2 separate regions of the Callithrix jacchus genome follow, and region 2 is linked to region 1. Evidence: chromatin contacts called from public Hi-C data. All regions are on one chromosome and are shown on one strand. Each heading gives the region's core, a stretch centred on a gene start, on an enhancer-like site or on the middle of the called end of the contact. The rest is flanking DNA. Distances are from core to core; before and after follow the strand shown. Region 1 holds the start of SFT2D3 (SFT2 domain containing 3). Region 2 overlaps LIMS2 (LIM zinc finger domain containing 2).

Region 1 (4,833 bases), core at 328-2,827:
ATAAATTAAGGTAGGTAAAAGTAAGTGCTGAACCTAAAATGAAGGAAACGGCAATTAGATATGAAAAGCATCTTAAGATCGGCCTGCGAATTGTAAACTAGTTTACAAAGCAGACCATAAAGTGAAGAGTAATTCGAGCTTGTAGAAATCCATGCTTTCCACCAGATACAGGAATTCCGGACGTAGAATTATCTTCCTATTTGCAGGATTTCTTCCGAGACCGCTATGCATGTACGTGCCCCTTCCTGGATCCCACGCTTCTTGGGGCAGGAAATTTCTTTGGTCCATCGCTTTCGACGTGAAATACAGAACTAATTTTCCCTTCATGTTATCAGGCACTATTTTATGATGGCGTTAACTGAAGAAAAAGCCCAAGATAAACCATCTTAAATAAGTACTTTTAAAAGTCCAGTGGCTGAATTCGGTGTTTAATCTGATACCCTTCCGGATTCGCTGACACGGAAGCATGAGATAACAACTTCCAAGTCTCGGTATAGTCAAAACAACAAAGTACCGTCACCAACCTACATCTACCACTGGATTTTTAAATGACAAAACAGCCTGAGAAAAGAACAGCTAATTCGAAGAAAAGCCATTTTTCTTTACTCAGCCGAACCTAAGACCACAGCTACTTCGAGAGCAACTTAATAACCGTCTCATATCCTGTCACCAGTTCAATGACAAAATCTCCAGAGCACGTTCCGAGTCCAGCACAAGACGCTGACATTCAAGAGCTCCCGACGCTGCTGTCGCCTCCCGTGCCAGCAGCCGCTCCCAACTTAGACTCGCAGGCGGTCGCGGAAGGGCCTTCGCCGCGGGGTCCCGACACCCGCGTGCAGTCCTCGGCTCTGCGGGCGCTGGCTCCGCGTCCTTCCCAGGTGGCGCGGGCGCGAGGTCCTCACACGGGCAGAGCCTTGGAGAGGCCGGCGCCGCGGCTCAGGCGACCCAGCGCGAGGCGCAACGCCGTGCCGCCGCCCCAGGGCAGCAGCCCGACCAGCGCGGCCAACAGTGCGGCCACCTGCGCGCCCGCGCCCAGCACCGTGAGCAGCGTGCTCCGCAGGCTCAGCGCCGCAAATAGCGTGGCGCCCAGCGCGGCCCCGTAGAGCAGCGCGGGCCGCGACGGCGCCTCTTCGCAGCGCAGCAGGCGCCCGCACGCCGCGCCGCCCCGCAGCAGCGCGCCTCCCGCCAGAGCCAGCGCCGAGCCCAGCGACCAGAGCAGCGCGAACTTGCGCGCGCGCAGCAGCAGCACCGGCGCGTAGAGCGCGGCCAGGCCGAAGCAGAGTGCCGCCAGCAGCAGGCACCCGCCGCCCGCCGCCAGCCGCTGCCCGCGCGTCACGCTCGGCAGGCACGCCGGGCCCGCAGCCGCCGACTCCGTCGAGCTCCGCGACCACGCCCAGCGCAGGCTCGCGCGGCCCAGCCACGCCCCCGCCGGCCCGTCTCCGGGCTCCTCCGCCTTCCCCGCGGCAAGTAACGGCTCCGTGGCCGCCTGGCCGCCCGCTTTCCCCTGCGCCAGGTACTCCTGCAGCTGACGGTGGAGGTCCGCCATCTTGGGTAAGGCGGTAGCTGGAGGAAAAAGCTACCGCTCATTTCCGGCCCTCCCCTGCCGCGGACGGAAGCGGCTCCGCCTTCGGGCGGCAATTGGTCGGCCGCGGCGAAAGGGGCAGGGCCGCAGCACTCGCGGAGGCGGGTGCTTCCTCGGCAGACCTCTGCTGTGTCCCGGAATACCGCGGGCTTGCGTGCTGCCAATCCGCCTTCAGTCGCCCTCCCATTCCCTGACCCTCTTCTTTGTCCCGAGTAGGAGTCCTTACGGTCTGGCTAAGTCCTGCCAGCATTAAGTTAGTTGGAAGGCCAGGGTGGATGTGGCTCTACGGGGGCACAAGAGGGTCCCTTCTGCTGATGGAAATGCCCTACGGCCTGTCCGCGTCTACCGTGGCGGTGATGTCGTGCTAGTTTTGCAACATGGAGGAATGGGTAAAGGGTACACAGGATCTCTCTTGTTTCTTACAACTGAACACAAACTTAGAGTGATCTCAAAATAAAAATTTAAAAAGTTCACACTTGTGTGACTCAGGTGGTTTGTTTTTTGGGAACGTCGCGTCCTGATTTGTCATTTCACTTTTAGTAATAGTGACCATCCTGATCACTTACCATGGGGTTGATAAAGGAAAGATTGACCCCCACCATGCTCAGCCTGCTTCTCTATTCGGTTCTCAGTTTCGGCCACAGACCTGGCAACATCCTTGACTCCTTTGCGCCCCGTGTCCAAGACTCGGTGCTGCTGTCCTGTGTTCGGTGTCACTCTTGTGCTCTGGACAGCGCCACGCCCAGGTTTCCTGACTTATCGTCAGGTCACTCAGACAAGCTGCCCCCGCCCCACGCTAGGCCAATCTTGATCTCTTCTCAGGCCACACCTACGTGCCCTGCTCTTTCTCAGAGCCTCCAAGCAGGTGTCTGCCTGAGATTCCTTTCACATTACATTCCTCCAGGCTTCCCTGGGCTTCTCTCTCCAGCTACCTTCACAGCTCCCCTCACCACCTTGTCTTCCTCTGGGTGGCCCTGTGTCCTTTGTCCTCTGCCCTAGGAGAATGGCTTCCTGTGGTTTGGCTTCTCAGCCTTTCCATCCCCTGTGTAACTAATCTCCCCCACTAAATTCCTTTTCATGGTCTTTGTTTTCTTGGTTTCATCCTGACAGATATAATTCGTTTTCGGAATACATTCTGATTTGTTACCTCACTTGATAATAACAGTGACCGTCCTGATCACTTAGCATGGGCTAAACCATTAGGATGACTACCATCAAAACAAAATAACAAACACACCAGAAGGTTACAAGTGCTGTCAAGAATGGAGGAATTGGAAGCCTTGTGCACTGTTGGTGGGAATGTAAATGCTACAGCCGCTGTGGAAAACAGTATGGAAGTTCCTGAAAATAAATACGCGTGCGCACACACACACACAAATACATATATGTGTGTATGTGTATATATAATTACAATCTGATCCAGCAATTCCACTCTGGGTATATACCCCAAAGAATTGAAAGCAGGGTCTCGGAGATTTGTACAACTCTTCACAGCAACGCTATTCACATCAGTCAAGAGGTGGAAGCCACCCAAGTGTCCATCAGCAGATAAATAAAATGTGATATATGCATACGATGGACTATCATTCAGCCTTAAAAAGGAAGGAAATTCTAACACATGGGTGAACCTTGAGGACACTATGCTCAGTGAAATAGGCCAGCCACAGAAAGAAACAATACTGCATGGCTCCTCTTCTATGAGGTACTTAGAGTCAAATACACAGAGCTAGAAAGTGGACTGGGGACAGGAATGCCCATCAGTGTTGTTACCTAATCATTTGTGCAGCTACCATATAGAAAAGGCAGGACTGTGCTGCTCATTTTATAGGTGAGGGAAATAGAAATACCAAGAAGTAAAGTGACCTACCCAAGGTAACCTACAAAATTGACAAGAGGGCAGGGTTAGGTTGATTTCTGGTTTCTAGCCTTGTGGGCTTCCCATTGCAGAAAGAGGCCTTCGCTGGGAGTCCCTCTGTGTGAGCCCTGGATGAGCTTTCTGCTCTGGTTTGGTTGCAGAGAGGGAAGATCATAACAAAACCCTCCCTTCCCCAGCACTGCAGCAAAACTCACCCTAACCATCTGAACTTGCTTCCCTGTCTCCCTTGAGGCCCTTCAAACAGGTCTTCACTCCACCGTGCCAGAAAATTATTCATCACAAAATCGCCAGACGCTATTGCCAAGTCTGGTGAGTTTCAGTCCTCAGCCCCAGCTTGGCTGTCCCTCCTCCTGAGTCCTCAGTGTGGCCGTGCCTGGGGTATCTCCTCTTTTCTCTCTTGGCATCCTCTCCCCAGCCTGTGTTGTTAAAACCATCTGTGTGCAGAGCCTCCCCACTTCTCCACCAGGCATCTAATAGGTGCCCTGGAGGTGATATGTGGAACCAGACACTTCACTCCTGACTTCCCCTCCTCATCCCCCAAAACCTGTAGCTACCACCTCCTTCCCCATCTCAGTAAATCGAATCCCATCAACAAGTCCCACCAGCTCTACCTTGGAAACAGATCCAGTACTAGCGCATTCTCTCCTCCACCACTAACCCCACATCTGGGCACCCGCCTTCATCCCACCACAGTGCCTGGTTTTTTGAGGGGTTTTTCTTTTTGAGACGGAGTTTCACTCTTGCTGCCCAGGCAGGAGTGCAGTGGTGCGATCTCAGCTTACTGCAACCTCTGCCTCCCAGGTTCGAGCAATTCTCCTGCTTCAGCCTCCCAAGTAGCTGGGATTACAGGTATGTGCCACCATGCCCGGCTAATTTTGCATTTTTAGTAGAGATGGGGTTTCTCCACATTGGTCGGGCTGGTCTTGAACTCCCGACCTCAGGTGATCGGCTTGCCTCGGCCTCCCAAAGTGCTGGGATTACAGGTGTGAGCTCCCTCCCTCTTCCCCCTCCCTCCTTCCCCCCTCCCCGCCTCCCTCCTGCCCCTCCCCCTCCCCTCTTTCCCTCCTTCCTCCCCCACTGCCCTCTTCCCTCCTCCCCTCACCCTCTCTCCCTCCCTTCTTTCCCTCCTTCCCTTGCTCCCTTCCTTCTTTTTTCATTCCTTCCTTCCTTCCTTTTCCTCCTTCCCTCCTTCCCTCCCTCGCTTCCTTTCCTCTCTCCCTCCCTCCCATCCTTCATTTTGAGCCTGTCCTTCCTTCTGAACTCCGTTTATAGTGGACATTGATATAGATGGAGAGGCAAAGGAGCCAGACTCACACAAATGCAACAGGGCCCTGGAAGGGTTTTTTTAAAAAAATTTCTTGTTCTGAAACCCTAT
Region 2 (5,058 bases), core at 1,095-3,594, 41 kb after region 1:
AACCCTCTGCACCTGGAATAGAGCCTGTCTCGGTTTGGGTGCTCAATGAGGACCTGTTGGATGAAGGATGGAGCATGGGCTGTGCTTGCAGGAATCGCCTCCCTTAACCCTCCTAAAGTACCTTCAGGTAGGATTCCTGGCCCATTTTGTGGATGAGAAAGCTGAGGTTCGGAGACTCCTCTGCTGCAGGTCACACAGGCAGGGGGTGTACGGGCCAGGGTCGCAGCCTGCTGTGCCTGGCTACAGGGCACACACCCTTGACCTGACTGCTGCTCAGGCTGACGTGGCCTCAGCAATACAGGCTCATCTTGGATGTGATCAGACCCCTTGTGCCTGGCCCCTGACCCTTCCCAGGTCCTTATACTCTCTTCCTAGACTCAGGTGTCGGGGAGGCTGGGATGGAAGAAGGGCTGGGGTTATTGAAGAAACAGAATCTGGAATGGGGAATGCCAGGAGGGAATGAGGGGAGCATGAGTCCAATCCTGTGTGATCCTTAGTTGGTTACCGACCCTCTCTGTGCTTCAATCTTCTTATCTGGAACCAGCCTCCTCCTCTTACAAAGGCTTGGAACAGAGCAGGCTCCTCTGATCCCACCCCAGACTCAGGGTCATTTGCAATAAATTGGCTTGTGTTGGCTGTCAAGACAGAGAACATTGCGAGGTGCTGGGGAGGCTGGGGAAGGCTGTGAGATGGTGTGCTCTACCCCAGGTGTGGGGTTTGGCTTCCAGGTTGGATGTGCCCTGGGCAGTGTGTCTGCGTATTCCAGCTGGAGGCAGGTAGTGGTGTCTCCTGAGGGATAACTGGGTGGACTCTGTGTTCCCTATTCTTGAAGGAATGTGCAAAGGAGGACATGGAATGTCCATGTCTCTGGCCCTCTGCCCTCTCGCAGGGAGTGCAGGCAGCCTGCAGGCCTTCCCCTGGGCTGAGCCATGCAGACAGACTGGAAAGCTCCCAGAGTTGCTGGAAAACAATAGCTCTTTTTATCCAGTGCTTTGCCTGGCTGGCCTGGTGCTCTGTGCTGGACACGTGGGTGCCATTCATTCTTCACTTTGGCTCCTTGAGGTGGGTGCTGTTTCTCTGGTGCACCTGTTTACAGAAGAGGAAGTGAGGCCCAGAGAGGCGAGCACCTTCTCCAGTCCCAAGGCGGTGGCTGGGGCTATCAGGGGTAGAGCTGGGCGGGTGAGCCCAGGCCTCTGCCCGCCTTGCAGTGTCCCCGTTGCCTCTCTTCCTGCCCGGCAGGAGCCAGCAAGCAGTTCTCTCATGGTGCTGAGGCTCCGTTGTCTCTGCCGGCTCCTGTCTGTCCTATCTTTGCCAGTGGGTTGGAATGTTCCCATGCTCCCCCACTGGGGCGTCGTGGGGCCTTTCACAGAGCTGCTGTTAGGGCCTCTGATGCTTGTGACTTGGGCTGGTGCAGCCCCTGGGGGCAGGAGGGAGGTGGTCACCCTCACACCTCACCTGCCTGTGCCAAGGTTTGTGCAAGGCTTGTTGGGCACAGGTGGCAATGTTCTCACTGGAGGCATCTGGGGACCAGCCAGGGAACTGGTTAGGGGCCACCCACGTCCAACTGGAAGATGAATGGGAAGGCAGAGGAGCGAGGGTATGGCCAGGCTGCTCCCTGGTGGGAAGCATGGTAACTGGGGAGTGCTAACTGAGGGTCCGTTTGTGAAGGGGGGAGGGAGGAAGGGTGGTGAAGTGCCTGGGCTAGTGGCACAGGAGTGCCCGTCACCAACAAAGGGCACGGAGCCCAGCAGCACCTGGCCAATGGAAGGAGGGTCAGCCCACCTGGAAGCCAGAGGGGACAGCCCTGTGGGTGCCGGCCCTAAACAGCAGCCCCTGAGGCAGAGAACAGGAGCCTGCAGCCGGTGAGAGGGGTGTGTGCTCACTCACTGGGGTCTAGAGGTCTGGCTTTAAGGCGCAATCTGAAAGGCTGGGGCTGGGTGGAAGTCCATATTTGGCTTCATTTTCTGGGTCCTTGGAGTGAGGAATTCTGGGCCCAGAGTCATGGGATTTCCTGTTGATTTCTGATTTCTCTAAGACTCCCAAGGTCTCGTTCATGGTCAGGCACTGTACCGTCCTCCCTGCCACCTTGGGTGTGTGTTTCAGAAGAGGAGGTTCACAGCATTCTCCAGGAAGGAAACCAAGCCTGTCCTAGGGAAGCCCAGCCCAACCCTTAGGGTGGCTTGGGGCCAGCCTCCACCCTGGTGGCCTGCCTGGCCTGCCCCGTAGAGACCAGCAGAGACCTGAGAGGACCGAGAACTGGCTGCTGGGTGCCAAAACATCTTTTCTTTTTGGGTTCTTTCCAACCCATGTTGCCACCACCTCTGCTTCCTTGCTCCTCTGGCCTAAATGTGGGCTCAGGTGGGGGCTTTGGTCTCCTAAGCACACCAGAGGGCAGGCCAGGGTGGACGGAAGTTCAGCATGCCCAGAAAGTGTCGCCGAATGGCCTTTCAGCCGGCCTCTGCCACATGAGTCCTTAAGCAGAGAAGAAAGGACGGCAGCCTGGGTGCCCTTTCCAGATTTCCAGTCCATCTCCATGTGGCAGCAGCATCCTGTGAAACCTTCTGTCCACAGCTTATGGCCAGAGCTCACAGCTGAGCGCAGCCCTGGCCTCCAGCCCTAGGCCTGTCCTGTCTAAGGCCCCGCTTCCCTGTGGTTGGCACTGTTCAGGCTGACCCCGCCCAGATCACAGGCCTCAGAACAGCCTGACAGGAGCCTCACTCACCAAGCATTCCCCTCATGATGCCACAGCAGTGAGTGACTGCTGGGTGGGATTCATCCTGGGAGGCAGAGCAGGTGGAGAGGTATTCCCAAAGGCACTGCACTCGAGTCCTGCCATGCCCTGGCTGTACCCAGGCAGACGTTACCAGCTGGTGGCATCACTCCCCAGCAAGCCTGAGGCTCCCTCTCTGCCCACCCCTCCAGGCCGCCACAACTGACCCACTGGAGTTGATGCTGAGACAGAACCTGTGTTCTCCCTTTCTAGTCAAAGGTGTGGGGTGTCTGGTTTTCTGAAGGTCGTAGAGGCAGTTGGGGTGTTTAGGGCTACATCCTAACCCTGTTTCTGAGTCTAAAAGACCCCTCCTGGTCGTGCCGAAGGGCACTGGGACTGGACTGACTGTGGGCTTGGCTCACTCTGGGCTTTTCCCTTGTAGTTTGCACTTCACCCCTCCCAGAAGGAAACCCAGCACTGACTCAGGGGACAGGCAGTGCCCAGCACAGATGAGATCTGCTCCCTTCACTGTCTCATCTCAAAGATCCACACTCTTGCCTTTGTTTTTCTTGAGACAGGGTCTCACTCTGTTGTCCAGGCTGGAGGCAGTGGCATAGGCACAGCTCACTGCAGCCTCAGCCTCCCAAGTAGCTGGGACTACAGGCTTGCATCACCACATCAGGCTAATTTTTTTTTTTTTTTTTTTTGGTATTTTTCTTAGAGATGGGTTCTTGCCATATTGCCCAGGCTGGTCTCAAACTCCTGAGCTCAGGGGATCCACCCACCTTGGCCTCCCACAGTGCTCTGGATGACAGACTTGAGCCGCTGCACCTGACTACCCTCTTGCCTTCTCCGTGGTTGGGTGGTTATGTGTTTATTGGAGGCAGTCGGTGTGAAACTAACTCATGGTGCAGAGGATGGGACCGTGGAAGACTGAGCAGTCTGGGTTCTAGTATGGAGCCCACTCTGCTTCGTGAGCTTGGGCCAGTTACTCAACCTCTCTGAGGCTCAGGTCCCTTATCTGGAAGAGGCCACAATAATAGTAGCTGCCAGGTTGCCTTGGGGATGAAATAAGAGTGCAAATACAGAGCCGCTCACCTGCGCTGGGTGGTGTTCTGTGCCTGAGACTCTCTGGTTCCCGAGGAAGGGGAGATTGGGGCCCAGGTGGGAGCTGATTTGGCACCTGACACCCCAAGGGGTGGGCACTACAAGCACTGAGCGGCCTGGACCTTGGCTTAGAGCAATTTTCCTGATTTTGAATCCGGGATGTGTCTGTCGGGCGCAGGCCTCTGTGTGTGCCCCTCCTGTGCCCCTGCCCAGCTCTGACTTACCCCTCCTGTCTCCCGCCTCCAGCAACATGTCAGATGCCTTGGCCAATGCCGTGTGCCAGCGCTGCCAGGCCCGCTTCGCCCCCGCCGAGCGCATCGTCAACAGCAACGGGGAGCTGTACCATGAGCACTGCTTCGTGTGTGCCCAGTGCTTTCGGCCCTTCCCCGAGGGGCTCTTCTACGAGGTGAGGATGCTCCTAAGGGCCTTTTCAGACCAGCTTAGAGTCTGCCCTCAGACCCGGGCACCATGCAGTGGTCCCGACTGCTGATAGAGCCAGGCCTGGAGCCAGCCCAGAATCAGGCTTGCTTCTGCACAGGCCCATCCTTCACCTGTGAGACGTGAACAGCGCCCTAGGTGCCCTGGGAGCTAACAGACAGCCACCTTTCACCAGCCTGCTCTGGGCAGATGCTGGGCAGGCCTTGGGGGCAGGAAGAGCCTGCCCTGGTGTTGCTTGGCCTCCATGGGGACCAGACAGTGAGCATAGCAACCCCACGGCCCACCAGCGATGCTGATGCCCTGGGGCTCAGGGCTCACAGGGTGGGGTTCGGTGATGCTCAGGAAAGGTGAAGTTTAGGTTGACCTGAGGGGAGGGAGCCACGTCCATCTCTGCAGGAAGAGCACTGGGCAGAGGGCACAGCACACGCAAAGGCCCTGTGGTGGGATAATGTGGGGTTGTGTGGAGAGCAGCAGGGAGGCTGGTGTGATGGAAGCTGAGGGCATGAGAGGGAGAGGGCCAGGAGCTGAGGACGGGGAGGTGGATCTCATTTGGCCCCAAGGGCCTCTACAGAGCCTTAGGCTTCTGCTCTGCGAGAGACAGGAGCCTCCTTGGGGTGTAGGGCAGAGGAGTCACGCCATCTGCTGACATTTGAGAAAAGTTGCCATGGCCGAGTACGGTGGCTCACGCCTGTAATCCCAGCACTTTGGGAGGCACAGGCGTGTGGATCCTGACCTGAGATCGGGAGTTTGAGGCCAGCTTGGCCAATATGGTGAAACCCCATCTGTACTAAAAATACAAAAAA

Evidence for each region. Hi-C and Micro-C count contacts between places; a contact is called where the count stands out from the background.
Region 2: a contact with region 1 is called in a Hi-C map of induced pluripotent stem cells, with 3 times the contacts expected there. The contact joins the enhancer-like site here to the promoter of SFT2D3 in region 1.

Annotation. Positions count from the first base shown.
Region 1 is chr6:36,719,417-36,724,249 of calJac240_pri, forward strand. SFT2D3 (SFT2 domain containing 3) reads right to left here and starts at 1,578. Exons shown (of 1, transcript XM_078327028.1): 1 at 1-1,578. The coding sequence starts at 1,546. The coding sequence ends at 899.
Region 2 is chr6:36,759,332-36,764,389 of calJac240_pri, forward strand. LIMS2 (LIM zinc finger domain containing 2) reads left to right here. Exons shown (of 10, transcript XM_035304153.3): 2 at 4,064-4,223. The coding sequence starts at 4,068. Among named protein-coding and RNA genes, the nearest start is that of GPR17, 12 kb to the right of the region's middle. Within about 2 kb of position 2,345, at least 5 of the 16 cell types and tissues checked have an H3K27ac peak or open chromatin away from gene starts, as enhancers often do.